Regions from separate parts of the Sus scrofa genome. Here region 2 is linked to region 1. A link is a contact called in public HiChIP or PLAC-seq data. All regions are on one chromosome and are shown on one strand. The core of a region is the stretch at or near the end of the contact, and the rest is flanking DNA. Distances in the headings are between cores, read along the strand shown.

Evidence for each region. HiChIP or PLAC-seq counts read pairs in DNA pulled down with a chosen protein or histone mark.
Region 2: an H3K27ac HiChIP or PLAC-seq map of alveolar macrophages shows a contact between it and region 1. The contact joins two enhancer-like sites. A contact is called at or near these places in 1 of 5 promoter capture datasets (fetal skeletal muscle) and 1 of 2 datasets of contacts at active chromatin or transcription factors (alveolar macrophages).

Annotation. Positions count from the first base shown.
Region 1 is chr17:11,115,831-11,122,942 of Sscrofa11.1, forward strand. No RefSeq gene overlaps it. Among named protein-coding and RNA genes, the nearest start is that of KAT6A, 9.4 kb to the left of the region's middle. Within about 2 kb of position 4,836, at least 1 of the 83 cell types and tissues checked has an H3K27ac peak or open chromatin away from gene starts, as enhancers often do. A contact at or near this core is called in alveolar macrophages, where this site is marked.
Region 2 is chr17:11,361,223-11,368,993 of Sscrofa11.1, forward strand. POLB (DNA polymerase beta) reads left to right here. Exons shown (of 15, transcript XM_021078254.1): 4 at 3,446-3,520; 5 at 4,300-4,358; 6 at 5,828-5,877. Among named protein-coding and RNA genes, the nearest start is that of POLB, 9.0 kb to the left of the region's middle. Within about 2 kb of position 1,504, at least 3 of the 83 cell types and tissues checked have an H3K27ac peak or open chromatin away from gene starts, as enhancers often do. A contact at or near this core is called in alveolar macrophages, where this site is marked.

The DNA.
Region 1 (7,112 bases), core at 3,586-6,085:
GAATCACCTGAGTCCATTTTAGTAAGTAAAGATTCCAGGATTCCACACCAAACCTACTAAATCTGAGCTTTGAGAATGAGATGAACTTGGCTCTGTGGTTTAAAAAACTCTCCAGGTAAGACCTTCTGCTGTGACCATGACTGAGTCGTGGGAACTGGATTTATTCTCCCCTCTGGAAAACTTGACAACTGGAAATTGTAACAGCTTTTAGATGCTACATTAGATAGTGTAGGACAGTGATGACTGAACCAAGAGAAGTGAACAATTTGAACAAACTAATGACCCCAGCCTACGGCTTTGAGACAGATTCCAGGACTCAAGACAGAGTCCAGAAATACTGTAGAGTTGAGGAGGCAAGTATAAGATGAAGGAAACCAAGGTAGCTAGCATTTGCAAGACAGAGAACCAGAAAGGGCAAAGGGCTCATATGTAGAACCCCAGCTATTTCCAAGCGGCCCTCTTAAGTCTGTGGATACATGTTAATTTGCATATGTTGGAGAAGAAAAATCAGGGGAAAGAACCAAAAAAGTGTATACAGGAGTTTCCGGGTGGCCTAGGATTCAGCATTGTCACTGCTGTGGTTCTGGTTCAGTCCCTGGCCCAAGGAATTTCCACATGCCGTGGGTGTCCCCCCACCAAAAAAAAAAGTATAAATAAATCCCAGGAGTTCCTGTTGTGGCTCAGCAGTAATGAACCGAACTAGTATCCAGGAGGATGCAGGTTCGATCCCTGGCTTTGTTCAGTGGGTTAAAGTATCCAGCGTTGCCTCAAGCTGTGGTGTGGGTCTCAGACGGGACTCAGATCCTGCATTGCTGTGGCTGTGGTGTAGACCGGCAGCTGCAGCTCCAATTTGACCCCTAGCCTGGGAACTTCCATATGCTATGGGTGTGGCCCCAAAAAGACAAAACAAAAAACAAAGACAAACAAACAAAACAAACCCACAGATTCAAGGAGTTTGATGAACACCCAGTAGACTAAACAAAATCATAACCACCCAAAAGCATACTATAGTAAAATTACTGAAAACCAATGTTAAAGAGAAAAATTTAACAGTTGCCAAAGAAAAAAGACATTTTTATATATAAAACAACAAACATAAGAATTACATTAGACTTCTCATTAGAAACTATACAGGCAAGAAGAAAATGAAAAACAGAACTTTAGATTAAGAAATCTATTCAGGAGTTCCCGTCGTGGCGCAGGGGTTAACGAATCCGACTAGGAACCATGAGGTTGCGGGTTTGATCCCTGCCCTTGCTCAGTGGGTTAACGATCTGGCGTTGCCATGAGCTGTGGTGTAGGTTGCAGACGCGGCTCGGATCCCGCGTTGCTGTGGCTCTGGCGTAGGCCGGTGGCTACAGCTCCGATTGGACCCCTAGCCCGGGAACCTCCATATGCCGCGGGAGCGGCCCAAAGAAATAGCAAAAGACAAAAAAAAAAAAAAAAAAAGAAATCTATTCAGCAAAAAATGTCTTTTGGAAATGAGGGCCAAATAAGTTTTTCAGACACATGAAGAAAAAGCTACAATGGTTTATCACCAGATGACCTGAACTGCCAGAAATGTTGAAAGCATTTCTTTAGTAAGAGGATGATATATCCTTTGTTAGATGGAAATTTGGATTTGTAGAAAGATATTAAGAGTCCTGGAAGTGAGGATTTCCTGCTGTGGTGCCTCAGGTTAAGGATCCAGCTTTGTCTCTGCAGTGACATGGTTTCAATCCGCAGCCCAGTGTACGTTGCAGCTGCAGCTCAGATATGATCCCTGGCCCAGGAACTTCCATATGCCGCAGATGTGGCCAAAAAAGAAAAGAAAAAGTGCCGGAAGTGAGAAATGTGTAGATAAATACAATTTTTGTTGTTTTGTTTTTTTGTTTTAGGGCATATGGAACTTCCCAGTTCCCCTCATGGCTCAGCAGTTAGCAAACCTGACTAGTACCATGAGACATGGGTTCCATCCCTGGCCTTGCTAAGTGGGTTAAGGATCTGGCATTGCCATGAGCCTTGGTGTAGGTTGTCACATCCCAAGTTGCTGTGACTGTGGTATAGGCCAGGGACTTCACCTATGATTGGAGCCCTAGCCTGGGAACCTCCATATGGCAGGTGCAGCCCTGAAAAGCCAAAAAAAAAAAAAAAAAAAGCCAAAAAGTAGTATCGTGACTCAGTGGAAATGAATCTGACTAGCATCTATGAGGATGCAGGTTCAATCCCTGGCCTCGCTCAGTGGGTTAAGGATCCGGTGTTGCCATGAGCTGTAGTGAAGGTCATAGACACAGCTCAGATACTGGTGTTGCTGTGGCTGTGGTGTAGGCTGGCAGCTGCAGCTCTAATTCGACCCCTAGCCTGGGAACTTCTGTTTTTATTTTCAGGGCTGCACCTGTGGCATATGGAGCTTCCCAGGCTAAGGGTCAAATTGGAGCTATAGCCGCTGACCTACTCCACAGCCACAGCAACGCAGGATATGAACTTTGCCTGTGACCTACACCACAGCTCAGGACTGTTAGGTTTGCCGAGGGAGGAATGGGCAAGGCCAAGTTGGTAAAGCAAGAGAGAGGTATTAAGGCATCAGAGGGGCACGGGCTGAGCTCCAGATGGCACCAGCCCTGACTGTGAGGAGGGGGAGGCTTATAAAGGCTCTGTGGTGGGAATCTGTGGCTGGAGTTCATGGCGGAACTTGTGGCAGGAACGACGAAGGAGGAGGAGGGGAAGGTCAAAGTTAAGTGGGGAGGGGTAGGTGGTGGAGTCCCCTGACAGAGGGCAATTAATCCTTGTAGGTGGTTAATCTATGCTCTACATTCCGAGAAAGGGTGCAGATCTTGTGCTGGGCTGTAATGTCCACAGCAGGTCTCCAAAGTGAATAATCACATTCAAGGGAGGGGGTGGGGGTCTGTCTCCATCCTTCTGGGAACCTTCCAAGGACAATGCTGGATCTTGAACCCACTGAGCAAGGCCAGGGATCAAACCTGCATCCTCATGGTTACTAGTCAGGTTCGTTATCGCCGAGCCACAATGGGAACTCTAAGTATAATTAAAAAAAAAAAAATAGGAGTTCCTGTTGTGGCTCAGTAGAAATGAATCTGACTAGCATCCATAAGGACACAAGTTCGATCCCTGGCCTCGCTCAGTGGGTTAAGGATCCAGTGTTGCCATGAGCTGTAGTGTAGGTCACAGATGTGGCTCTGGTCTGGTGTTGCTGTGGCTGTGGTGTAGGCGGAAGGCTACAGCTCCAATTGACTCCTAGCCTAGAACCTCCATATGCAGCAGGTGCGGCTTTAAAAAAAAAAAAAAAAGACAAAATAAATAAATAAAAAGTTTTTTAAAAAATTAATCTCCTTATGAGATGATGAATTTTTTAAAGGCACATTAATAACAATGCATGTGGAGTTTAAAACCTTTATAGAAGTCAAGTGGATGATGGGGTTGTCTGGGGAAATGGGAGTAGCTATTGCAAGGTTTTATACTGCATGCTCTTTGAAGGTAGACGGTGCTAAGCTAAAGAAGTATATTATAGGAGTTCCCGCTCTGGTGCAGCGGAAACGAATCTGACTAGGAACCATGAGGTTGAGGGTTCGATCCCTGGCCTTGCTCAGTGGGTTAAGGATCCAGCATTGCCATGAGTTGTGGTATAGTTCAGACATGACTCGGATCCTGCATGGCTGTGGCTGTGGTGTAGGCTGGCAGCTGTAGCTCCGATTAGACCCCTAGCCTGGAAACCTCCATATGCCGCAGATGCTGCCATAAAGAAAAACAAAACAAACAAACAAACAAACAAATATATATAGAAAACTCTAGGGCAACCACGAAAAGGAATAATGATAATAAATTGAGATATAGCCAATAGGCCAATAGTAGAAATAAAATGGAGTCACGAAATTACTTTAGAAGACAGGAAAGGAAGAAAAACAGAACAAAGAACAGATGAGACAAACAGAAAACTATTGCAGAATGACAGATTTAAGGAATTCCTGTTATGGGTTAAGAACACAACGAGTAACTCATGAGGACTTGAGTTCAATCCCTGGCCTTGTTCAGTGGGTTAAGGATCTGGTGTTGCCGTGAGCTGGGTGTAGGTTGCAGATATGGCTCATATCTGGCGTTGCTGTGGCTGTGGTGTAGGTCAGCAGCTGCAGCTCCAATTCAACTCCTACCCTGGGAACTTCCTAATGCTGGGGGTGTGGCAAAAAAAAAAAAAAAAAGACAAAAAGATGAAGTAACAAAATTCTTGCGGGGACACCCACCTGCGGCTGGGTTGGGACAGCAGCCTCAAGGGAAGAGGAGATGCCCGGCTTGGGTTCCAGAGGTGCTGATCCCTGGTGGGCAGGAGGCGTAACCTGGTGGCCCTGTGCCTCATCTTCTGGGAGGGTCTGCTCTCACCCATACTTATCACTGCACTGAAGAGATTGTTAAGTAGGGAATAAATACCCCAGTGACAAGTTGAGATCAACACCATGGAGAAAAGCAAAGTGTTCTCCCTGCACTTTGTACTACGGACCAGCATTTTCCTTTTTCGATAAGCCCTGTAAATCTTGGAGCTGGCCTGCCTGCTCCTTCTGCTTCCTAAAGTCACTTGATGGTGGCACCACTCCTGTCACCCAAGCCAGAAATCCAGGAATTGTCCCTGGTTTTTCCCTCTCTCCTATCCCCCCAAAGAACTCTATAGTTTATTTTCTAGGTAGTTCCCGCATCTTCATTCCCTAATGCCTCTGACTTTGAGCAGATAAGTAAAAGAAATTTGGAACAATCCTGGTTTTGATCAAGCCACCTCTGATACTTTTCCCTTATCAGACAAAACAACAAGAAGCAACAGCTCATGCTTGCTTCATCTCTTGCGGAGTCTGTGCTTGTGGTAATGACATGGAAGAGGTGACAGTGGCGGGTAGGGCCTAAGAACCCTAATAAACGTCTAACCCTAAAGATTTAGCTGAGACATCAGGAAAGAAAGAAAAAGGGAAGAAGAAAAGAAAGAAGGAAGGAAAGAGAAAGAAAGAGGAAAAAGAAAGAAGGAAGAAAGAAAGAGGGAGAAAGAGAAAAAGAGTGAAAGAAATAAGCCAACCAAGGAGTTCCTGTCATGTGGCTCAGTGGTTAACGAAACTGACTAGCAACCATGAGGTTGTGGGTTTGATCCCTGGTCTCTATCAGTGGGTTAAAGATCCGGCATTGCTGTGAGCTGTGGTGTAGGTTACAGACGCAGCTCGGATCTGGCATTGCCGTGGCTCTGGTGTAGGCCAGCAGCTGTAGCTCTGATTCAGCCCCTAGCCTGGGAACCTCCATATACCGTGGGTGCGGCCCTAAAAAGACAAAAAAGAAAAAGAAATAAGCCAACCAAGGGACACCAGTCATTTTTAACTGACATAATTTCATAGAACAATTGTGATATTTTTTAAGACAAATATTTATTAAAGTTAATATGTTTCCAAGCTTCCCGTCCCCTACTGCAGGGGCCACACAACCTGTCTAGGGCAGGATAGGTTTTCAGAGTAGGGAAAGGCCAGGTGGTTACTGTGAATACTTACTCGTAGGTGTTTGAAAGCATCTCTGATAGGCCAGTTGGCCAGGGGCTCATGGGTGTGTGTCAGTCTGGCATAAAGGCGCTGGATGCGCTCAGGGTGCTCTTCCCAGGACATCACCTTCTCCACATCGCCTGCTTCGTCTAACGCTACTCATCCCGTACAAGTGAAAGTCTTCCTCCATTTAAATTTTATTTAGCAAACACTTAAATAGCATTACTCTGTGTAAGCACCATTTAACTGCTTAAAACATATTAATTATCTCAGTCTGAACAGCATCCTGGTGACATAAAGACTGTTACTCATCACTAACTTAAAGATGAAGTTAACCAACTTTCCCAAGGACACATGGCCAGGATTTGAGTCCAGACACTTGCTCTAGACCAGAGTCTGTGCTCTTGACCCTTTGCCCTACCCCCTCCATTCAGCCCATAGTAAATTCTTGGCTTTTTTGTTTATATTTAAAAATGGCAGAGTTCCCATTGTGGCTCAGTGGTAACAAAGCCTACTAGTAACCCTGAGTATGCAGGTTCGATCCCTGGCTTCACTCAGTAGATTAAGGATCCAGTGTTGCCACGAGCTGTGATGTCGGTCACAATGTGGCTTAGATCCCACGTTGCTGTGGCTGTGGTGTAGGCTGGCAGCTGCAGCTCCAATTTGACCCCTAGCCTGGGAACTTCTATATGTCACAGGTATGGCCGTAAAAAGCAAAAAAAGAATATATGACTGAGTCACTTTGCTGTACAGCAGAAATTGGCACAACATTGTAAATCAACTATAACAAAAAACAAAAAAAAGTCTTCAGACTGCTAAATGGGCTGATTGCCTCCTGGTCTCAGAATAGCCTCTGCTCGACAGCCACTGCTCTAGTTTATGGCCATTTTAGCTGAGTCAGGAGTTCAGGAAGCTGCCGCCACATTGTTATTTCCAGGCTCCAGCCACCTTAGCTGTGGTCTGCGGGTCAGCAACACTACTGAACAGTCAGCCCACCTACTGCCATCCAGACCAGCCAGCCAACGGCTTGGGTCCCTCTTGCCACTTAATTAGTTTCACATTTATTTCTATTTTATTTTTATTTTTATTTTTTTTAGGGCTGCAGATGCAGCATATAGAAGTTCCCAGGCTAGGGGTCGAATCGGAGCCCCAACTGCCAGCCTACACCACAGGCACAGCAACACCATATCCAAACCGAAGCTTCGACCTACATCACAGCACATAGCAGTGCCAGATCCTTAGCCCACTGAGCAAGGCCAGGGATCGAATCCTCATCCTCATGGATGCTAGATGGATGTGTTTCTGCTAAGCCGCAACAGGACCTCCCACATTCATTCCTTGCAGGAAGACATCTGATTGGTGGAACCCAAACCATACCAGACCCTAAGCTGCAAGGGAATCTGGGGGATGCTTGTTCATGCTTCCTGCTTTTGCAGGACAATAGGGCTCCCTAGAAGGAGGTTGAAATAAAGATGGAAGGACTGTCCACCGTATCTGCCTCAGCATGTAAACTTTTTGTTCTTGCCCAATGAACCAGGCCAAATGTGAATGTTAACCCACTTGAATGCAAGTGCTTCATAGTCATGTCATCACTGGGAAGATAAATTCTGGCAC
Region 2 (7,771 bases), core at 254-2,753, 240 kb after region 1:
CTTAACCATATATATATGTACTTATTCTCACACTGAATGTCACCTTTGGGTGTTAGTCCTCAAGAAGGGTGTGGTAACAGAGTGGTGCTGGCAGTCCCAGTTTCTAGAACTTTAGCCACATATCTTGGTAATTTGTATTAATATCACTAAGAATATCCTAGGAGAGTCTACCTACTGATAAAAGATTCTAAGTTCCTCGGAGTTGCCGTCTCGGCTCAGCAAAAATGAATCTGACTAGTATCCATGAGGACACAGGTTTGAGCCCTGGCCTTGCTCAGTGGGTTAAGGATCCAGCGTTGCTGTGAGCTGTGGTGTAGGTCACAGACACAGCTCGGATTTGGCATGGCTGTGGCTGTGGCCAGCAGCTACAGCTGTGATTCAGCCCTTAGCCTGGGAACTTCCATATGCCGTGGGTACGGCCCTAAAACGGCAATCAATCAGTCAGTCAGTCAATCAAAAGATTCTAAGTTCCTCAAGATTAAGGACCATATCCTATCCATCTTTTGTTGAGGAGGTCAAATTGACATGGCTTTTTGATTAGTCCACGTCCTGATTGTTACCACTTTCTGTTGTTCTTTACCCATTTGTGTTTCTTAAAAGTCCCTAGAATTTAGGTGTTAACATTCAGTTGTCTTTAATTTTCTCATGAACATCTTCAGAGTGTGAGCAATAACTGTCCTTCTATTTTCATCTTTCAGAGTCAGAACATTATCATAAATTTTATACGTCTTCTATTTAAGTGACAGATTATCCACAGTAATTATGTGCCTCATCTTCACCTTGAATTTATTATTCAGTACAAATTAAGCTCTGGTGTGTAGGTTTTAGATCCTTTGTACCACAAACAGTTCTCACCATCAGTGTATCCTCCCCAAATAGACGAGCCAAGCAAGTTCTAAATACATTAGGGCTTTTTGGTTGTTTTTTTTGCCACAGCTGTGGCATATGGAAGTGCCCCTGTCAGGGATTGAATCTGAGCCACAGCTGTGACCCAAGCCGCTGCAGTCAGATTCTTTCTTAACCCACTGTGCCACAACGGGAACTCCCTAAATGCATTAGAGTTTAATTCTGAGTTTCTGTCTTGGTCATCTGACCTAGTGTTAACCTTAGGAGCCATTCTGTTCCCTTTTTTATCATCATTGAATATCCTTTATGTTAATTGCAGATAGTCTGCTCATTTATTAGAGGCAAACTTCTGACAAGTTCTCATGCATTTCATCCCAAATCTGAGTTTATGGTATATCCTTAACAATACCACAGAAGGATCCAAAATTCCTTTTGCACAGGACTGGACTTAATATGAAATGTCATCATTATTCCTTTTCACAGTTATTTTAAAAACCACAGACCTACTTTCTGGCACATATGAGTGCTTCTCAATAGTCTAGAAATCTGAAATTTCCAGAATGAGTGTTTTGCCTTTTATTCCTTAATGTTAGGTGTAGAAACTACTCTAGGCTTAAATTGCTTTATGTATCTTATGTATTTTATGATACAGGAAATGAGAAACTCGAGCAGTTTCCCCTTTCTATTCTACTTCCTAAATTTTTTTGTTCATTCCCACATGGGATTGCTGTTTTCAAAGCTTGAGTGTGCGTTCAGGAGTCTTGAGACCCTCATTAAACATTAAATAAATCAAGAATACAGAAGGGTGCATTTAAGGCTACAAGACAGAACTGATACACGTTATGCATGTTGAACATTTAGCTGAAAAGAACCAGTAAACATGAAGAAAAGTTCATGCTTGCTAATAATCAGAGTCACAAATTCCAACAAGGTGCTGTATTGTGTCTACCAAATTATTAAATACAATAGTGCAGACAGAAATGTGGGGGAAAAACACTCATTTACTGTGATCAAAGTGTTGGTCAAAGCTTCTGTTGTAGAGCAGTGCTGCCAGTATGGTCAACATGAGCCACATTTGGCTAGTTGAAACGTGGCTAGGGTGACTGAGAAATTGAAGTGTTAATTTTTTTAATGTAAAGTTAAGTTGTCACATGTGGCTGGTTGCTTCCATGTGGGCCTGTGCAGTTTTAGAGCAGTGATTCTCAAGGTGTGGTACCCAGACCAGCAGCATCAGCATTGCCTGGGAACTTGTGAGAAACACACTGTTCATTCAGACACTCCAGGGTGGGACTTGGCATTCTGTGTTTTAAACTGTTCCCCAGGTGATGTGGTGTGTGCGAAAGCTTGCAAACATCATTCTAGAGGAATGTCACAACAGCATTTTTATAGTATCAAAAATTGGAAGCTATCTAAGTGTTCTGTAGGGTATTTGTTAAGTAAATTACAATACATTCATATATTAACACACTATGCAGCCATTAAAGATGTAGTTGTATTTATATATTGATACAGAAATTTGATCATGATGATTTTTAAGTTAAAGCACTTTACAAAGCAGTATGATTCTGTTTTTGTAAGAAAAAAGTAGGGGTGTGTTTGTGTATATATATATGTATGTATATGAATGCACACACAACTGCTTATGTGTGTATGTATAGAACGACTTCAAAAAAGAAGTCACTGTGTAGCAGATGTTAAGTGGCGAGGTTATAGGTTATTTTAATTTTCAGGGTGATGAAATCAAGTGATTTTAATATTTTTCTTTTTGTGATTGTATGTTTTCTAATTTTTCTATAAGAAAAGTTAATTTTTAAAAAGCAAGAGTCGGAGTTCCCGTCGTGGCTCAGTGGTTAACGAATCCAACTAGGAACCATGAGGTTGCGGGTTTAATCCCTGGCCTTGCTCAGTGGGTTAAGGATCCGGCATTGCCATGAGCTGTGGTGTAGGTCGCAGACACAGCTTGGATCCTGAGTTGCTGTGGCTCCGGCGTAGGCTGGCGGCTGCAGCTCTGATTAGACCCCTAGCCTGGGAACTTCCATGTGCCGCAGGAGCAGCACAAGAAATGGCAAAAAAAAAAAAAAGACAAAGCAAGAGTCATTTATAACTATCTTATTAAAGCTTCTCACTCACCAATCATTCAAACATTTTGTCTTTGGGAAAATATATATGTATATGTATATTTTTTTGTCTTTTGTCTCTTTTAGGTGCCATACCCGCAGTATATAGAGGTTCCCAGGCTAGGGGTAGAATCAGAACTACAGCTGCTGGCCTACACCACAGCCACAGAAACGTGGAATCTGAGCTGCATCTGTGACTTTCACTTCAGCTCATGGTGACGCCAGATCCTTAACCAGCTGAGCGAGGCCAAGGATTGAATCCGAGTCCTCATGGATACTAGTCAGGTTCTTTAACCACTGAGCCACGACAGGAACTCCCAGGAAAATACGTTTTTACTGGTACTCAATTTTCTGTGTCCTTTGTTTCAAGACTGGTCATGTAATGATCATTGGTTTTTCATTTCTCATTTTTTACTTTATCTTTCAGTGATTTGGGAAGCATTATATTTTTGTGACTTTTCTATTTTTAATTTTCTCTGTAGCCTGGAGTAGGAACAAAAATTGCTGAAAAGATTGATGAGTTTTTAGCTACTGGAAAATTGCGTAAACTGGAAAAGGTAAAAAATTTTAACTTATTTGTTATTTGGTTATAGTGTCTGCCTTTAAGGCAACTCTCGTGTAGCACCATTGCAGGGTAGATGATGTCACTTACCCTGATGACTCAGTGGGAAAAGGGAGGAGTAGTTTATGGCTGTGTGAGTGTCCTGTATTTTAATTTAATTTAATTTAATTTGTTTTGTTTTGTTTTTACTTTGGCCATGGCATGCAGTGCCTTGATGTGGGATCTCAGTTCCCAAACCAGGGTCTGAACCCAGGCCACAGCAAATCCTAACCACTAGACCACCAGGGAACTCCTAAGTATCCTGTAATTTTAAATTTTGAGTATCATTCCTAGAAAATGTTCACTTATTTAACGTGGTGTGTAAGAGACTGTTAGCTTCTATGGTAGAATTACCTCCTTATTTTTAGTACCATTTAGAAGGAAAATTATAAACTTTGACTAAGTGATAGTTATCTTTTAGAATTTCAGTGCTTAAATTCTCCTAAGCATTTTTATGGTTTTATTTCACCCTGATGATAATAATTATATCACTCCTGATCTTTTATGAATAAGCGTTTTAAAAGTATTGGATAAAGTAGAGACGACACATCTTCATCTGCTTCCTGTCTCACCTGTAAACACTGGGGTTGTGTATGAAGACTTCTGCATAGTTATCCAAGTGGATTTAAATGGCTCTTCAAGTCTCTTAGCGGACTGGTGTATTTCTAGTAAAATTATTGAAGTCCTCAAAGCATTCCTAGATCATTGTTAGACTTTTTTTTTTTTCTCTTAAAGATTCGGCAGGATGATACAAGTTCATCCATCAATTTCCTGACTCGAGTTAGTGGCATTGGGTAAGAATTATTTCTTAAGCAGACACAGTAGTAGGATTGGTTTTTTGTTTTTTTGTTTTTTTTTTATGTCAGCCAAACTTAAGGTACAGGCTGTTTCCCTTCAAAACCTGTGCTTTTCCACCTCTGCCTTTGCCCGTGCAAGTCACTCTTCCATATAGTAAATGTCCGAGGCTGCTGCTTTGCGTGCTGCCTCTGCTTTAAAGGCCCCATTCAAGGCACTTGCTAGCTCCTTCATGAATCCAGTTTGAGTCCCAGCCAGATATAGGCTCTCCTTCCTCTCAACTCCATTGGCACTTGCTCTGTGGACCTATTATCACTCCCTCCAGATTGTGCCTCTTGTGACTCTTTTAGCTTGATATCTACCTTAAAGGTTTAAGGTCTTTTTCCATAGCACCTGGTGCATGAGCTTGGAGCAGGCACTCAGGTATTTCCTAATGAAGTCTTCTTTGTCTTAAATTGAGCTAGCAGAGGCGTCCTTGACACTGGACAGAGTAAAGCTTAACACTGAAATAGTAGGGCTGTAGTGCTTTACTTAACTCTCACCTTCATGGAATGAGGCATTCTTTTAGATATATGATCCTTATTCCTGAATGGCAACATTTTGATGAAAATTCTTTTATTTTAAAAAGTATTTTAAAATCTATTAAATTCCTAAACCAAGTATACTGAAAAGGAGCGTGACTCCTTGGAGACCCAGAGCAATGATAAAATGTTAGCATGTGTTTCAGAGAGCGTCTGTTCCATTACTCTCTTCCTCCAGGCAAGAAAACTGAATTCAGGACGTGAGATGACTGTGGCAGGGCCAGATTTAGAAGCTGTGTCTCTCAACTCCCAATGCTGATCTGCTATTTTTGTGCCTCATTGCCTTGCTGATATGACTGTCAGCTTCTCTGCCACTTAGTTTCTGTACCAAGGCTCTTTGTCATTAAAATCTCAGTTTAAAAATGTGTCATCTGAGAGGCCTTTCTTCACCATCCAGTCTAAAGTAGACTCAGCCACTCTGGCGTATTACCCTATTTTAATTCATCTTCCTGAAATTTTTCTCTGTTTGTATATCTATTTATTATCTCTCTCTACACACTGTAGTATAAGTAAGAAAGACCAGGGCCCTTATTTGTCACATTCCTGCTGCAGTTTCAGTACTTAGAAGAATATCTGACACATAAGAGGCCCTCATTAAATCTCATTTGAATGAATGACTAGTTTTCAAGTGCCTGTATGTCTGTTTTATGAATAAATTAAATGAGTATTATGACACCCAGTTACTTAACACCTTTTTCTAGATTAAGGCTTCAAGAAGTTCTCTTTAGAAAAATAGAACATCACTAAAGTAAGCATGCAACAGTTTAGCAGGTCTTTAGCTCAACAGTAACTCTTTATGTTTGACAAGAGAAAATCTAACTGGTTATTTCATAACATAGATCCTGAGTTTCACTTGGTATTAAGGTAATGATTTTCTTTCTTTATAGTCCATCTGCTGCAAGGAAGTTTGTAGATGAAGGAATTAAAACATTAGAAGGTGAGTATGTACAGTAGGTCCCCCAATATCAGGCCAAGTGTGGCCCTGAAGGAGCGTTAATGCTCTTAACAAACTGGAACTAGAAAAACCCTTTCTCAATTAGTAGGTACACATGATAAGATTTTCTTTGTAACTCTACAGTGGAGAATAGGTATAAAGTGTAGTTTATATTCCCATTTTAAACATGTTTGGGTCTCTAATTCAGAAGAAAATCAAGAAGAGCAAGAAGTGGCTTCTGGGAGTTCCCATTGTGGTGCAGCAGAAATCCAACTAGTATCCATGAGGACACGGATTCAGTCCCTCGCCTCACTCAGTGGGTTAAGGATCTGGCGTTGCCATGGGCTGTGATGTAGGTCACAGGTGCGGCTCAGATCCCAAATTGCTGTGGCTGTGACACAGGCTGGCAGCTACAGCTCCAATTCGACCCCTTGCTTGGGAACTTCCATATGCAAAAAAAGAGAGAGAGAGGTGGCTTCTTAGTTTAAAGGCAGTGATTTCACTTGCAGATTTTTAGACAGTTTAAATTGCTTTTGTTTCTTTAATAAAATATTAAACTTCAACCTAAACGCCTACACATTCAGCCTAAAAGCAAGTTATATATATTGAGAAAAGTTGTTAAGAGGCTTACAATGCTTATTGAAGGGGTTTTTGCTTTCAAAGAAGTGATAAAAATAGAAGTCAAGAAATTATAAAACATTTTCCTTAAATCTAATACAACAATCTTTTAAATATAATTCATCTCTTCGTGCTTTCAAAACCTATACCACATAGATTCATTTTAGCACACCTGCGGCATTTGGGGATTAATATTTGTAGGTTCAACTATTTGTTAACAACCCAAATGGTTAGGTGGACAGACTTCAGAGACTGACCTGGGTTTGAATCCAGTCTCCACCAATTTATTAGAATGGATGACTGTGATGCTTCAGTTTCTCAGCTACAGAATGGAATCATAATTCCTCTCTCATATGATTTAATGCAGTAATGTATATAAAGGACTTAGCAGAGTGCCTGGTACCTAGTAAGTATTTAAAAATAGTAACTGGCTCTTAAGAGGCTTGATGAATTGTAATATTAGGCGTTTGTGCGAATCACATCACTAGAGAATGAATTGTTCTGCATCTGGGTTTGTGCTGTTTCGCTTGTGGCATATATAATTTATGAGTGAAATGTTGGTTAAAGAGTCAAGAGTTTGGAGTTCCCATTATGGCTTAGTGAAAATGGATCTGACTAGCATCCACGAGGACACAGGTTCGATCCCTGGCCCAGCTTAGTGGGTTAAGGATCTGATGTTGGAGTGAGCTGTGGTGTAGGTTACAAACGTGGCTCAGATCTGACATTGTTGTGGCTGTAGCATAGGCCAGAAGCTACAGCTCCAGTTTGACCCCTAGCCTGGGAACCTCCATGTACCGTGTGTGCGGCCCTAAAAAGAAAATAAAAAAAAAAATTTAAGAGTTTCTCAAAAGGTGTCCAGGTGCATCTCTTGGGAGTGCCAAGGACCTGCTGTAATGGTTTTTATGTTCTTTCACTTTTCACAGATATGTAATATAATAATTATCAATGTGTATCTCTCTACATATAACAAACTCAGTATTTCTTTTGCATTTTCAGTCATATTACTTTGGTGTTTTCTGTGTACATGGAACTGTGGGACATTTTACATGTTCTATATATCATAATGATGCTTGTTTTTCTCTACTTTATATCTCCTGAGAGAATTTATGTTTGAGAATATGTGTGACTATAGGAATTGTTTTTGGTTTTGTTTGTTTGTTTGCTTTGCAAGGCTGCACCTGCAACATATGGAAATTCCCAGGCTAGGGGCTAAATCGGAGCTGCAGCTGCTGGTCTACACCACAGCCACAGCAACGCAGGATCCTTAACCCACTGAGCG